Regions from separate parts of the Ovis aries genome. Here region 1 is linked to region 2. The links are chromatin contacts, called in public Hi-C maps. All regions are on one chromosome and are shown on one strand. The core of a region is the stretch at or near the end of the contact, and the rest is flanking DNA. Distances in the headings are between cores, read along the strand shown. Region 1 overlaps AHDC1 (AT-hook DNA binding motif containing 1). Region 2 holds the start of AHDC1 (AT-hook DNA binding motif containing 1).

Region 1 (6,732 bases), core at 2,272-4,771, 45 kb before region 2:
GTTCAACAATCACATCAGGAGTCAACAACAATAAAAGTTCATGTCCTGGGGGCACTTTCTCTGTTGCCAAACGTTGGACTAAGTGCATTATACGGATCATCTTACCTAACCCCCCCTGCAAACCTGAAATCAATACAATTACCACCCTCTCTTTTACAGTTGAGGAAATCATCCACTGGAAGGTAGTAAGCACCATGAGGGCAAGGATTTCCGCCCTGCTGTCCAGTGTATCCCCCAACACCACAGCCCAGAATGTGCTTCAAAAAATATCTACCGAACAAACGAATGAATGAGGCACACAGAACAATCAGCCTTTCTCCATAAGGCTCTCTCTCATTCTTCTCCAGACCCCAAAGTGGGACCCAGGTAGGATGTGGAAGGAGGGAGGGAGATTAAGAATGTGAAAAGGGACATTCTCTGCTCCCCTGCCACCTCTAGCCTTGGCTCGGCCCTGCCACATACTTTCAGAGCCCCCTTTCTTTCACTTTCACAGTATTTATCAGGACTGCAGTCAATTACTTGTGTGACTGGCTGTTCAGTGTGTCTTCTCCCAGAGTGTGGGCTCTCAGGGTCAAGGACCAAGTTTGTCTTGTCTACCGTTCTGTCCCCTGGCCCCAGGGCCTGGGCTATGGATGCTACGTAAACATTTACTGAGCAACTCCCTGAGCTGGTCGGGCTGAGTTGGGATTTAGATCCAGGCAAGTCTGACTCCCAAAGGAGCCTGGGGACTCAGGGCCCTGGCTGATCCCCAGGAGCTGGTTTGGGGGAGCAGGAAGCTGAATGGGCCCTGATCACTGGGAGGATCACTTTATACTCCACAGGAAAACAGCAGAGCTGATTTGGGGACAGTGGTGTGGGCGGGGCCACTTGTCCACGACCCTCTGGTGGGCAGCAACATGCCATCTACAAAGCACCTCAACATATATGACCCACTGCATCTTCAGTGAACCGGGGAGACGTGGATTATTACCTCCATGTTACAGAGGAAGCAGGTTCAGAGCAGTTGTATAACTTGCCTGAAGTCACATAGCTGCTAAGTGGCAAGATTTCTAATTCTGCCAAGTCCAAAGCCTTCTTCCACTCCCAGCTCTTGCAGTGCTCCTCTGGCCACTCCTGAAAGTGCTTCTTCTAGAGCTGCGGTCTAAATTAAGGCTGGGAGGAACCTTAAAATCACCTAACCCTTGGGCTTCTAAACCCTGGGCCTGGGGACCTGTGTAACCTTTCAGATATCCAGACCCTAGTCCAGGGAGTCTGATTCACAAATCTGAAGGGACATCTGGGAATTTGGTGGGTTTTTTTTTTTTTTGGCTGCACTGTGCAGCCTGTCGGATCTTGGCTCCCCAACTAGGGATCGAACTTGTGCCCTCTGTGGTGGAAGCACGGAGTCTTAATCACTGGACCACCCTGGAGAAGGGGAAGGCTACCCACTCCAGTATTCTGGCCTGGAGAATTCCATGGACTACATCCACAGGGCTGCAAAGAGTCAGACACGACTGAGCGACTTTCATTTCACTTCACTTCACCAGGGAAAGCCCTGGGAATCTGCATTTTTAATCAGCTCCTCCCAGTGGGTACACTGTTCCAGTGGGTACACTGTTCCAGTGTCACCTCGTGCCCCTCCCATTTTTCAGACAAGGAAACTAAGACCGGAAGAGGGAAACAGACTTTGCCCAAGACCACAAGATAGCATGGGGAAGGGGGAGCCCCAGTGTGTTGCTCATCCAAGCAGAACACCCCCGTGTCTCTTCAGGTCCCAGGCCGCAGCTGCTCCTCACTGTCCCATTTACTAGATCGCTTCGGGTTCTGTTCTCTCTCATGCCCGCCTGCAGACTGTGGTCGGGCCCCTTCTAGGCCAGGCCCTCTCTGCTTCAAGAATCTCACCGCTGCTCTTGCGGGAAGAACTGTTGAGTAAGACACTCACGAAGGAGGGAAGGGGCTCAGACTCTGGAAATCTCCAGGTCCTATTTCCAACAGCCCAGCTGACCCGAGGCTCCCACTGCCCTCTTGGAGATGCCTACCACAAGCCACCGCCCCTCTCTTGATGAGGGTGGGGCTCACCAACCCTCCCTACTCTGGAGACCTCCCACTGGGGGCCTGAGGGTGTGACCTTGGCAGAAGAGACAAACCGCCTCTCCAGCGGCTGCTTCTGTTCCACCCACCCGTGAAGACCTCTGGGCGAGCCGTCCTGCCAGACCTCCTGACTGTCCGCGGCCTCCAGGATCTGAGGGAAGCAACTGGCTCCCCTCCCCACCACACCCAGGCAGACGTTTTCTTGGACCCCCTCCCAAGGGTACCACCTATCCCCACGTCTGTGAACAAAGTCGCAAAGGGTCCACTGTCCGTCGTCTGTCTGCTTCTGGGTCAGTGTGTCTTGAGCCTGCCTGTGGGGACACCCGCCGGCTGGGAGGGGGGCTGGGGGCCCCAACCTGCTGCGCACAGTGCCGGGAAGGGCCAGCCCACATCCTTGAGTCCCCAGCCCCACCCTCCCCCGCTGCGGCTCTGACCACCCCACCCCTTCCCCAGCCAGCCTCCCCCTCCCCCACCCACAGCCTCCCCAGGGGAGCCGGGCTGCCAGCCCCAGCTCTCACTTCCGGCCTCATGACCCTCTCTCCAGCCTCCTCCCTACCCCACCCCCCCCACCCTGCACACACCATTTCCCTCCCAGCCCAGACCGAAGGCCCAGGGATGTCCTCAAATGGAAAACTTGGCCTCAAAGGGGGCTATCACTGCTGCAGTGAAACCTCCCCCCAGTCAGCTCCCTTGGGGGGGGGACCTTTATTTCCCAGGATCTGGCCTCCCCCCCAACTCAGGAACTATGCATCACCCCCTCTTCCCAATTTCCTTCTCTTCAGCCCCCTCCCACCCACCCCTGAAGCTCTCCTTCTAACCTGACTCCGAACCAGAATCGTTACCAAAAAAATAACAATGATGAAAATAATAACGGGCAGCTGTCACTTATTTGGCATGTAAATGGAGGCTCAGAGAGGTTAAGCAAAGCCCTTAAGGACAAACAGCCATGACAGGGAAGAGTGTCTGCACTTGGGTTTGCTGAGCTCCTCTGAACCAAACTTCCCCACTGTCCAGAGAGTCAGCCCCCTCCCCCGCAGCTTCCTTGAACTGTCCTGGTCCCAACGACCAATTCTAATTTTTGACTTCTAAATTCACCCCCTCCTCTCAGTTTCTTCACCCCTCCCACCTAGGTCATTCAATGCACTACCCTCCCTCGCCACTAGGTGTCCCCTTAGAGCCACTGATGCCCCCAAGGGGAGCAAGCCCCGCCCCACCCCCTGGAATCATCAGGGCCACCCCCCCAATAGCACAGCACACCCCACCCCACCCTACCCCCAGCCACACAGAGCTCCTTTGTGAAGCCCTTGCCCACCCCCTTCCTGCCCGGAGCAGGGCACCTGGCAAGCAGGTCTGCCCTAGACCCGCCTCCTGCCAGCCCCCTGCCCTGGGTGCCAGGTGTGTGGGCACCACTGCCAGCTCTGGCTGAACCCGAGGGTCACCCTGCCGGGTGGCCCTCCCTTCCTCTCTCCGAGGTCACCCAGGGACTGTGCTTCCCGCCTGCTCCGCCCCCATCCCCTCCTGCCCTTGGCCCTTCCAGACTCCTGTCCTTGTCTTTCCTTCTGTCTCCCGGAGGACACCCCTCCTCCAGCCCCACCAGGCCCTCCCCACAGCCTCACCACCGCCCACCTCCTTCCCCTGAGAGCTCCTTGTTCCGCCCCCCACCCCTCCCCGCCCAGGTCTGAAAAACTCCTCCTCCTGGAAAGTTGCTGCTGGAAAGGAAGTGACTTCAGCAGTTTGGCCACAAGGCTGGGCACTGCTGAGCCCAGCTCAGCTGAAGCCTTGCCCAGCCCACCTCCAAAGCACAAATGGAGCCACGTGCACACACATCCCCCAGCGTGTGCAGCCAGAACCCTGAACACACGCTTCCCTGGTGACACGTGGAAGAACCTCTGTGTACATGATCCACCCCACCCAGTGTGTACCTGTGTATCACCCCGGTGTATTCAGAGTCTTGTCTGCACACCTCTCCAGTGTACACTAGCACCCTGCCCAGGAACACCACCCAGCATGGCACACACAACGCTCTAGCCTCCCCACACCTGCACAGGACACACCCTGAGTCCTGCGCACTCGCTCTCATGTACCATGTATGCAGCCCGTGAATGTCTCCCAGCCCAGTCCACCTAGACTTCTGTGTACAGCACCCTGCACACCTCAGGACAGAATCCTACACACGCCTGCTTGCACACAAGCTGGAGTACTTGCACACTAGATGCCCCGTACATTTACAATTGGGTACACCCGGCTCTGACATCCCCACCCTGACAATCCCGGGAGACTCCACCCCCCAGACCTCAGGCCCCAGGAATGCTCTTTTGGAAGCTGGGTGGGGTCCCCAGGCAGGCTGGGCTCTAGGGAGCTTCCTGGAGCCTGAGGCTTCATGTGTCAGTTCGGGGAGTTGCCTCTGCAGGGCAGGGCCGCTCCACCTGGCCTCTGCAGCTCTCTAGCCTGCTTGGGTGGGCTCATCTGGGCCCAGGCTAGGGAGATGGTTCTTGCCCCCGGCCTTGCCCCATCTCATCCCAGGAGGGCAGCCCAGCGTACCTCAACTCCCCAGGTCCTCTCAACTTCCACAGACTCTAGGAGAGAGGGGTCCTGCGGGGTCAGCATCACACAGCAGGCATTCTGGTTTCTACCTCTGCCCTGGGTTCTGGTCACTGGGACAACCCCTTTCGCTGCCCAGTTCTCTCAGGTCATCCAGGTGCAGGTCCTCCAACTAGGAGGCAGGACTTGGGGGAACTGGCTGTATATCCATGGACCTTGCCTTTCTGGATAACGGGGAGTCTGAGTAAGTGTGGTCACAGTATTTTGATACTAAAGAGCCTCTTTTTGGCCTAAGCTGGGAGGGGAGGGATCCCTGATAGGATTGTGAAGGAAGTATCCCTGATCCCCACTTCCTGGGATGGCCAGCAGACCCAGCTTCTCTGTACACTGTTACCTGAGCAAGCTGTGCAGATAGGCCCAGCTCAGCAGCAAAGGCCTGTCTTCGCCAGTGATTCCAGGGTGGTCTCTTTGGCAGCCTGAGAATCACCCCGAACCCAGGGCCCTCTGCATGCACTTAGCTGGGCAGGCTCTGGGGTCCAGGCCAATAGGTAGACAGGCAGGCAAGCTCCCATCTGTGAAAACAAAAACAGCACCCCAGACATAAGCACGGATACAAGATGAACCAGACAGGGGGACCAGGAGGCCATCCTAGGTGGGTCTAGCCTTGCACAGAAATTGGCTCCAACCTCACTTCACTGGGGACTACGAACTATGTCTCGAAACCCCAGGCAATATCTCTGCATGGGCAGATATGTATGCATGAACAAGAACACATACACTATGGTGAAAAGAACCTGGTCTTGGGAGTCAGAATGGTCCTTGGCTCAACTTTCATCACCTGTGTGATCTCAGGCAAGTCAGTTAACCTCTCTGGCTCTCAGTTTCCTAATCTATAAAATAGGGAGAGTTTATGAGCGGGGAGAAGTGCTCTAGGGAAACTATAAATGTTAAGAGCTCACTTACAATGCAGGTGTGAGAGTTACTGTTCAAAGTGATGGTGACTGCAGATTTTCATGAGGGGTGTATACGCAGCTGGCATTTACCCTTCTCCATCCGAGATTGGTTCTCTCTCGTTTTCTTTAATAACTAGGGCTCTCCTCACCCACTCTGCTTCCTGCCCATTTGTCTACCTCCCTGAGGTTTGTACTTGAACCCTGAGGGGTCTGGGAACCAGGCCTCATGGACTGCTTATAGGTTTTGGTTGCCTGGGAATGTGTGTGTACATGTGTGTTAAAGAGATCCTGCATGTCTGTGAGCATTCAGCTGTCTGGGTAAATGTACCTGTGTGTGGCTTCCTGGGTCTACTTAGCCTTCTGTATGTTTCTCTGTGTATTTCTGTATGTCTATGCAAGTATATGTGTGTTTTAAGAGTGCCCATGTATAAGACTGTGTGTGTGTGTGTGTGTGTGTATTGTGTGTGAGCGCTGCTATTTACTAGAGCTGGTGTCTTCACTTATACATGTGGGTGTATCTGGGTCTGTTCAGTTCTCTGTGTGTGTCCAGCTGAGCCTATGTTCGCACACCTATGGGGACACACAGGTATATGTGCCTAATGTGTGACCAGGTATACCCAGCTGTGATTGGGGCATGTGTGCCCACGTGTACACGCTCTGCATCTGGCCGTGTCAGGAGCTGAACTGACTTCTGCCCATCTCTGGATGTGTGCGCGTTGGGGTGGGGAGGGGAGTGGACCCTCTACTGTCCCCACAGGTTTCCCATCTCAAGGCCAGTGACTGGGGGCACTGGCGTCACTGCATCAGTGGTGTCTCCCTCCTTCCCCCTGCCTTACTCTGGGTTTTCAGGCTCACGGTGCGGTTGGTCACAGTATCCCTGTGGGTCTGTTTCACCGCGGGCCAGCGTGTGCTTGGCTGTGACCCTGCGCGTGCGTGTGTAAGCCCTCATCACTGTGCACCTGTGTACGCCAGTGGGACCTTGTGCCATGTCACTGTATGTCTGCGTCAGTGTCAGCATGTGTGAGTCTGTGTGCCAGGGTGCGCCTGTCAGCACAGTGGTGCTTCAGTGTTCGTGTGATACCTTCATGCAGCTTGTCAGGGCGTGTGCGCGCACGCGTGCATGTGGGACTCTGTGATAGTGTGTGTCTGTGTCACCGTTGTTTGTACG
Region 2 (6,842 bases), core at 2,923-5,422:
CTCTCTCCCTGGGGGGCCCATCTGCTGACATTAGCAACAATGTTGCCCTTGCTTTCCCGCCTCCTTCAGTTCCCAGCTCCACCCCATCCTGGCTTCCCCCTCTCCGGCTCTGTCCCAAGAGACCCAGGGGACCCAGCAACTGAGCTGGGCTCCATCCCATAATACCGAGTCTGCTTGACCTCACGAATCAGACCAGAAGCGCCTGGGCATCTGGTACGAAGAAGGCAGGGCACCCTGTGGTCTTGGGTGGCTGGCATGAGACACAGAGCTCTGTATTCCACAAACCAAAAAAAAAAAAAAAAAGTTGACCTGGGGTGGGGCAGAGTGAAGAGGGGAAGTGGAGGGGATCAGGTTTGCCTGGAGGAAGCCCCTGTCCAATGAGGAACAGAAGCGACAGGAGGCAGTGGCTCCAGCCAATGCTCCAGGCTGACCTGAAAACTAGCAATGTCCCTTGGGGGCTCTGCCAGGGTCCGTAGCAGCAAATCCCCCCCCCCCCCTTGAAAAAGGGTCCTGCCCCTCAAGCCTCCAGCACAGGCACACCAAGCAGGTCAAGATCCCATCTCTTAATCTCCTTGAGAGTCCAAATCCATCCTCTCTACAACACACCTCCACTTAGCTCAGCAGGGGGTTCCAGAAGCCTCCCAGCCAAAATCTAACCAGGTGGAATGTGGAGGGGGGAACAAATCCCCCAGCTCCCAAGCCCCCTCACCAAAGGCCCCATCGAAGGCTGGAGAGCAAGGCAACAGTCTTGGAAACCACACACCTCCAAACTGAGAAGCACTGCTGTCCATCACGGCACCTGGGGGTGCTGGGGCTCCGGGCCCCCACGACCCTGTTCCAGACCCCCCAGCCCAGCAAACATAATAAACAGCAAGCTCTTTTTCTTTATGACACCAAATTCCTCCAAGCCCAACAGCTCCTTCCATCACTACCTCAGCCATAGATCACATTAAAAACTCACAGAGGGCAACTTAAACACATCACATTTGTTTCTCTCTATATTATTTCAAAAGTAACGGCATTAAAAATGGATTTTACTACAGAAAATAAATATCAGCACGTGGGCCAGGAGCCCAGGAAGGGGGAGAGAGCCCACCAGGAGAACGTCCCAAGGGCTTGGGCACAGCTTAGGCGCTGACCAAGGAGGTGGCCGAAAGAACAGATTAGGGGGAGTGGGGTGGGGGGGGGATGCCTGGGGAGGGGGCAATGCCTGCCCACCTGGGCACCTGCCCCAATCCCAGACAGAGAGGGACAAGAATCACCAATTTGAACTGGTGCCCACTGGCCCCCAAAAACTCATGCCCTCACTGATCTCTGCAACCTCTGGAGGGTAGGAGCTTTGGGGCAAGAAGTTCATTCGTCTCTGGGGGTTATTCCAACTATTGACACAGCAGAAGAGAAAAAAAAAAGAATTCAACTTACTATCCAGTTTGATTTTCCATTACCATAAAAATAAATATACATCTGTTCAAAGGAGAGAGATGGCAAGCTGCAGGCACATGCCACCTAGGGGGGTCCCCCACAGCTCACCACCACAACCCAGCCTGCCCCCAACAGGCAGGCGGTGGGGTGGGGGTGGGGGTGTGGGTTGGGGGTGTGGACTGACTGGTAATCTTTCACTTACAGCCCCAGCTCACACAGCTACACACACTGGGCCACACGGAACAGGAACAAGCCAACAATAGAAACACCCCAAATGCTCCTGGCAGGACTCTGCCCAGGCCCGGGCACATGCCCCCGCCCCGCCGGCGGCGGCGGCGGCGGCGGCGGCGGCGGCGGCGGCGGCGGCGGCGGCAGCAGCAGCAGCGGACAAAATGTGGCCACCCTGACCCAGAGGCAAAGCTTGTCCTCACACCCTGAGCTCTGCCCAGGGAGCTGGGGCCAAGTCCCGCCTGACACCAACTGGTCCGGCGGGAAACGCCTGCCCAGCCAGACAGGCATAGGCCCCCCAAGGGTCCCTCCTTGTGCTCAGGGACCAGGCTGGTGCAGGCTGGCCCTGCCTCCCAGGGTGACGCCTGGGCCCAAATTCAGCTGGCCCTGCCAGTCAGGCACTTGGTGCAGAACCCAGGGCACTAGGCTCAGCCCCTCACAGCCCAGCCCCCGGGGCCCCCAAGCTAGCAGGGAGGGGGGACTCCCCACCCCTCCACATCTGGCCCCGGCCCCCAGGGTCTGCGGTAGAGAATTCCCGCCCCCGCTGCTCTCTGTCTCCCTCCTCCTGCTCGGTGCCCGCTGCCCGCCTCGGGGACAGCCCCAGCTCCCGCCTCGGGCCAGCAAGGCCCACATCCTTCCTCCCTCGGCCGGCCCCTGCGCCTGGCAGGAGGCTGGGGGGTCAGGCTGCTGGGGAACCCCTCCGGCTCCCATCAGTCTTCATCCCCAGCCCCCAAACTCTCTGGGTTGCCGTCCCTTTTCCTGTAGAACAGGAAACAAGGTTATTTCCTAGACTCGGAGCCAGCCCCCTGCCCCTCTGGCTCTGCCCGGGGACCAAGACCCAGCAGGGGAATGCGCCCGGAGCCAGAAAGCGGAGGGATTCAGCGATTCACCCCCCAGCGACTGGCCCAGGGGGCTGACAGCTGTCACTCAGCACCCCAAGCCCTGGGGAAGAGGGGGCCCCCGATTCAATCAGAGCCTCAGAGGAAACGCATTGATGGGCGATTATTTATTTATTTATGCAAAAGTGAGCCGACTTTGTTCGCCAGGTAACCGGGCACGCGGCCCAACCCCTCCGGCCCCGGCCGCCCCCAAATCCCTCCTCCGCCCCACACCCCCTCCGGGTCATTAGGTCCCCGCCCCTCAACTCCCAGAGCACAAGCGGAACCTTGGGATTTGGGGGTTGGAGGGGAGGGGCTTCTCCCCTCCGCAGTCTCCCCCTTTCCCAGCGCCGTTCCTAAAATCCAGCCTTGTTCTCCGCTCCCACGGTCCCCCCCTTCACCCACCCCCCCCCCCTACATTCTCAGCAAGCTGGAGAGCAAATTGCAGTTTTAAATCCAAAGACGGAGGGAGGGGGAAGGAGGAGGGGGCGCGCGGCAGCGCTGGGCGCGCACCTCGCCCCCGAGCCGGGGGAGCCGCGGGGCGGCCAGGAAACCCGAGAACCCCCCCTCCCCGCCCCCCCTTCTCGTCCACCTCCCCCTCCCCCTTCCCGGCGCTGCCTGCCAGGCTTCGAGCCGAGCCCAGCCGAGCCGCGGGCCCCGGTGGAAACAAAGACCGATCGCACCGCGGGCACCGCAGCCACGGGGTCCGGCGGACCGGACCGGGGCGCGCGGAGGGGGCGCGGGGCCCCCCCGGTGCGCTGCACAAAAGAGCCCGGCCGGCCGGTCCCCAGCGGGGGTCTAGGGCCGGGGAGGAGGCGCCACTCACCGGAGTGCTGGGCTGCCGGCTCCGTGGGTCCGAGCCAGGCGAGGGGCTTCGGGGGGCGTCTGTTTTCCGGCGGCGGCAGCGACGCGGGCGCCCGGCAGCTGGGGAGAGGAGTCGTGGAGGAGCCCTGAGCCGCCCGCCGTTGCTGACAGCATGGCTCGCGCCTCGGCTCACATTCTCCGCCGCTAACTCCGCTGGACCCGGCCCCCCAGCTCCCGCGGCGCCCCCCACCTCGATCACTCCTTCGTTCTCTCTCTGCGCCCCCTTGCTCCCCCCACCACCACCACCGCGCACACACTCTCACAGCCCTGGACACCCCCACCCCCACCCCCCCAATTGCAAACCTGGGAGGGAACGCGCCCCGCGTAGTCCTCCTCCTGCTCCTCCTCCTCCGCCCTCCTCCCTCCCGCTCTCTTCTGGCTGTCTGTCTGTCCCTCTGACTGTCTCAATCTCTCGCTCCCTCTGCCTTTCTCTGCTCTCAGAGCTGGGTGGGAAAAGGAAATGAGGACAGAAAGCAGACGCTGGCTTTGGGTGGTGGTAGCTGGATTCCCTCTCTCCCTCCCTCCCCCTCCTCCCCTCCCTCCTCCTGCCTTCTGCTCTCTCCGCGGCGAGCGGGGCTGAGCGCAGCCTGGCGGGTGGCTCGCGTTGCCCGCCCGCCCGCCTGTCTGTCTGTCTGGTCTGCCTCGCTCGCTCCCTCCCCTCGCCGTCTCTCGCCCTCGCCCTGCCTGCCTGCCTGCCTGCCTGCCTCTCTCCGTCTCCGCCGCCGCCGCCGCTGCCTCTGCGAGCTCGCCTTACCTTCGCCGCTCACCATCCGGAACCCCAGGGGGGAGCGCGCGCGCGGCTCGCCGGGACTTGTAGTCCCCGCCTCGGCCGCTCCGCGCGCGGAGCGGGCGGGGCGGCGCCGGCAGCTCCGACGGCGCGGCCGGGAGCCCGCAGGGGGCACCCAGCGCCCGAGCCCTCGCGCGCTTCCTCTTTTACCAAAGGGGGATTGCGTTCTTCCCTAAGGATCACCAACGTTCCCCACCTTCCTCGTCCCGCTGCGGGGGGCTTTGGCCGGAGCGGAGGTTGCGGGTGGGAGTGAAGGGGCGGGGTCTGAGAATGGAAAGAGTAGAATGGGGGAATCGAGGGACTAGCTAAAAGGACTTGAGACTTTCTGGGGGCGTCCCAATTAAATGAGAGAGGAAGCGGTAAGAGGAGACGGCCGGCTCCCTGAATCTGGAGGCGCTCTCCCTTCATGAGAAGGTTACCTATTGAGTAAAGCGCAAGGGTTGATGGAGAGAGGGCTGCTCCAGAAAACTCAAAGCCCGCCCGCACCTCCTCCTCCTTTCAGGGACCCCCAATCTCAAGTTCTGAGCTCTGGGTTTAGCCACCTCCACCAAAGACTAGTTTTTCTAGAAGTCCGAGGAAGACAAGAGCATGAAGTCCTGGATTCTCCACAGATCTCTCTCTCTGTCAGACACACACACACACACACACACACAGCCTTGCCTTCCTGAATTCGACTGAGCTTCTTCCTGGTGTCAGGAAGCAGCATTCAGATTCAACAGTTCAGAGCTCCTGCTGGGCCCAGGGGGCTGGACTCAGCACTTTCACCTACCTCCTCTGCAGGTCACATCTGTTATCCAGCCCCTAGCTCCGGCCCCCTGCCTGGCCTGTCCCCACAGATGGGAATGTGCACTGCCAGGGCCTGGTTACCAAGGAGAGGTCTTTGGACAGTGCAAGAAGGAGAACTGCTGCTGCTGCCACTTTCTGAACACCGCAGGGCTCTTGAGTCCTGCAAAGACCTGGTAGAATGATTTTGTTATCATTTCCATTTTAGAGATGAGGGCACTGAGGCCCATGACCCCTACTGAAGAAGTTGGTAGAGCCCGGCTGGACCAGGGTCTGTTCCATTCCAAAGCTCACTGCTTAACCTCTGGGTCAAGCAGGGAGCTGCGACTTCCAAGCTCTCCATCTGACCTTCTCTCCCGGCGTCTGTGTGTCCTCCCTTGGCACTTAAATTCGACAAATGTTAACTGAGGTGTGCAGGGCTCACAGGGGACACGGAGATGAATAATGCATGGTGGCTGTCCTGTCCCCGGCGTCTACCAGCACCAGCCCCGACTGGTCCTGTGCTAGTCCCACTTCATCTATGTGTCTGACATTCCTTTGCCCAATGTCTGCTGGCTTTTTCTGTCTTGCCCTGTGTCTGAAGTCCCTTCAGCAGTGCCTTTGTCCTTGGCCCACCCGTTTCGGACTCTTCCTTTGGCCCTGCAGGGTGATACGAGGTGATGGCCAGCGTGTGACAAAAGGCAGGTGGTGTCGTTTTGCCAACAGCAGCTCCCTGTCACCACCTGCAAGCCCCTCCTCTAAGACAAAAAAGTTGGGGGGATCTGGGGGACACTCTGTTGGCCCTTTGCAGGGAGTGGGGGCACCACAGCCATGGAAGAGGTCTAGGGCTCTAAATAGTTCCATCTATTGATCTGGCATCATCCGGGCTGCTGACCAGCCGCAGAGGCACCCATTTGGGAGTAGCTTCTCCTTACAGGCAAGCCCTGGGTTCAAAGATTTATCAGTTGAATGGGAACCATTGTAAGATCAGATATTAACAAAAGAAAGCAATGGTTAAAGTTGTTAGGGGCCCTTTGCAGCTCCCCAGCCTGACCTAAAGTTACACAAATAGATGAGGCTTTGGCATCTTGCCCCAGCTGGTCCCCCACCGGTGAGACTTTAGCATTGGGAAGGCTAGGAAAGGCCCAGGTTCCCCTTTCTTTCACACCCTCACAACATCCTTACCTATTAGGCTCTGCCCCAGGGCATAAAGACCCCATCTAAGCTGAATCAAGTTTGAGGCAGGAACTGGGGGGCAATTCAGGATGGCTTCTGGGAGATAGGGAGCCCAAGGTGGAGTGGGATGAAGAGGAGTTTGGGAAAGACACGGGAGAGGAGAGATTAGGTGATGAGGTACAGGGGCCAAGATTAGTAGGGTCCATGGCTCTGTAAGTGAGAGGGGAATAGAAGTTAGGTAGGGTTGTCCATGCACATCCCTCCCACCTCAGGCTGCTTGAGCAGCCCGCTTCCCAGGGAGGTTGAGTGCTCTTAGCCCCCAAGGTGTTGGGCATTGCTGGAAAGCAAGCACTACAGGGTTTCCCAGTCATCTGGGGACTGGTCTTTCTCTTGGAACCTCTTTAAATTGTATTTTGGAGAGGGTTGGTGGGGGAGTCCTCCCCAAACTCAAACAAAGTCTTCTTGTGGGTGGCTGCTGCCACCTAGTGTCCAACTGCTATATCTGTTTACCAGCCTAGTCTGAAGGGGTCTCAGTTCAGTCGCTCAGCGGTGTCCGACTCTATGCAACCCCAAGGACTGCAGGACACCAGGCTTCCCTGTCCATCACCTACTCCCAGAGTTTACTCAAACTCATGTCTATTGAGTCGGTGATGCCATCCAACCATCTCATCCTCTGTTGTCCCCTTCTCCTGCCTTCAATCTTTCCCAACATCAGGGTCTTTTCA

What was found. A called contact is a pair of places that touch in the nucleus more often than the background predicts.
Region 1: a contact with region 2 is called in a Hi-C map of muscle, with 5 times the contacts expected there. The contact joins the enhancer-like site here to the promoter of AHDC1 in region 2. A contact is called at or near these places in 10 of 16 Hi-C or Micro-C datasets (blood, hypothalamus, liver and 4 more).

The regions. Positions count from the first base shown.
Region 1 is chr2:239,487,245-239,493,976 of ARS-UI_Ramb_v3.0, reverse strand. It overlaps AHDC1 (AT-hook DNA binding motif containing 1), which reads right to left. Exons shown (of 7, transcript XM_042245109.1): 3 at 5,006-5,183. Among named protein-coding and RNA genes, the nearest start is that of WASF2, 25 kb to the left of the region's middle. Within about 2 kb of position 3,521, at least 32 of the 54 cell types and tissues checked have an H3K27ac peak or open chromatin away from gene starts, as enhancers often do. A contact at or near this core is called in liver, muscle and tail adipose tissue, where this site is marked.
Region 2 is chr2:239,442,464-239,449,305 of ARS-UI_Ramb_v3.0, reverse strand. AHDC1 (AT-hook DNA binding motif containing 1) reads right to left here and starts at 4,172. Exons shown (of 7, transcript XM_042245109.1): 1 at 3,696-4,172; 2 at 3,355-3,452.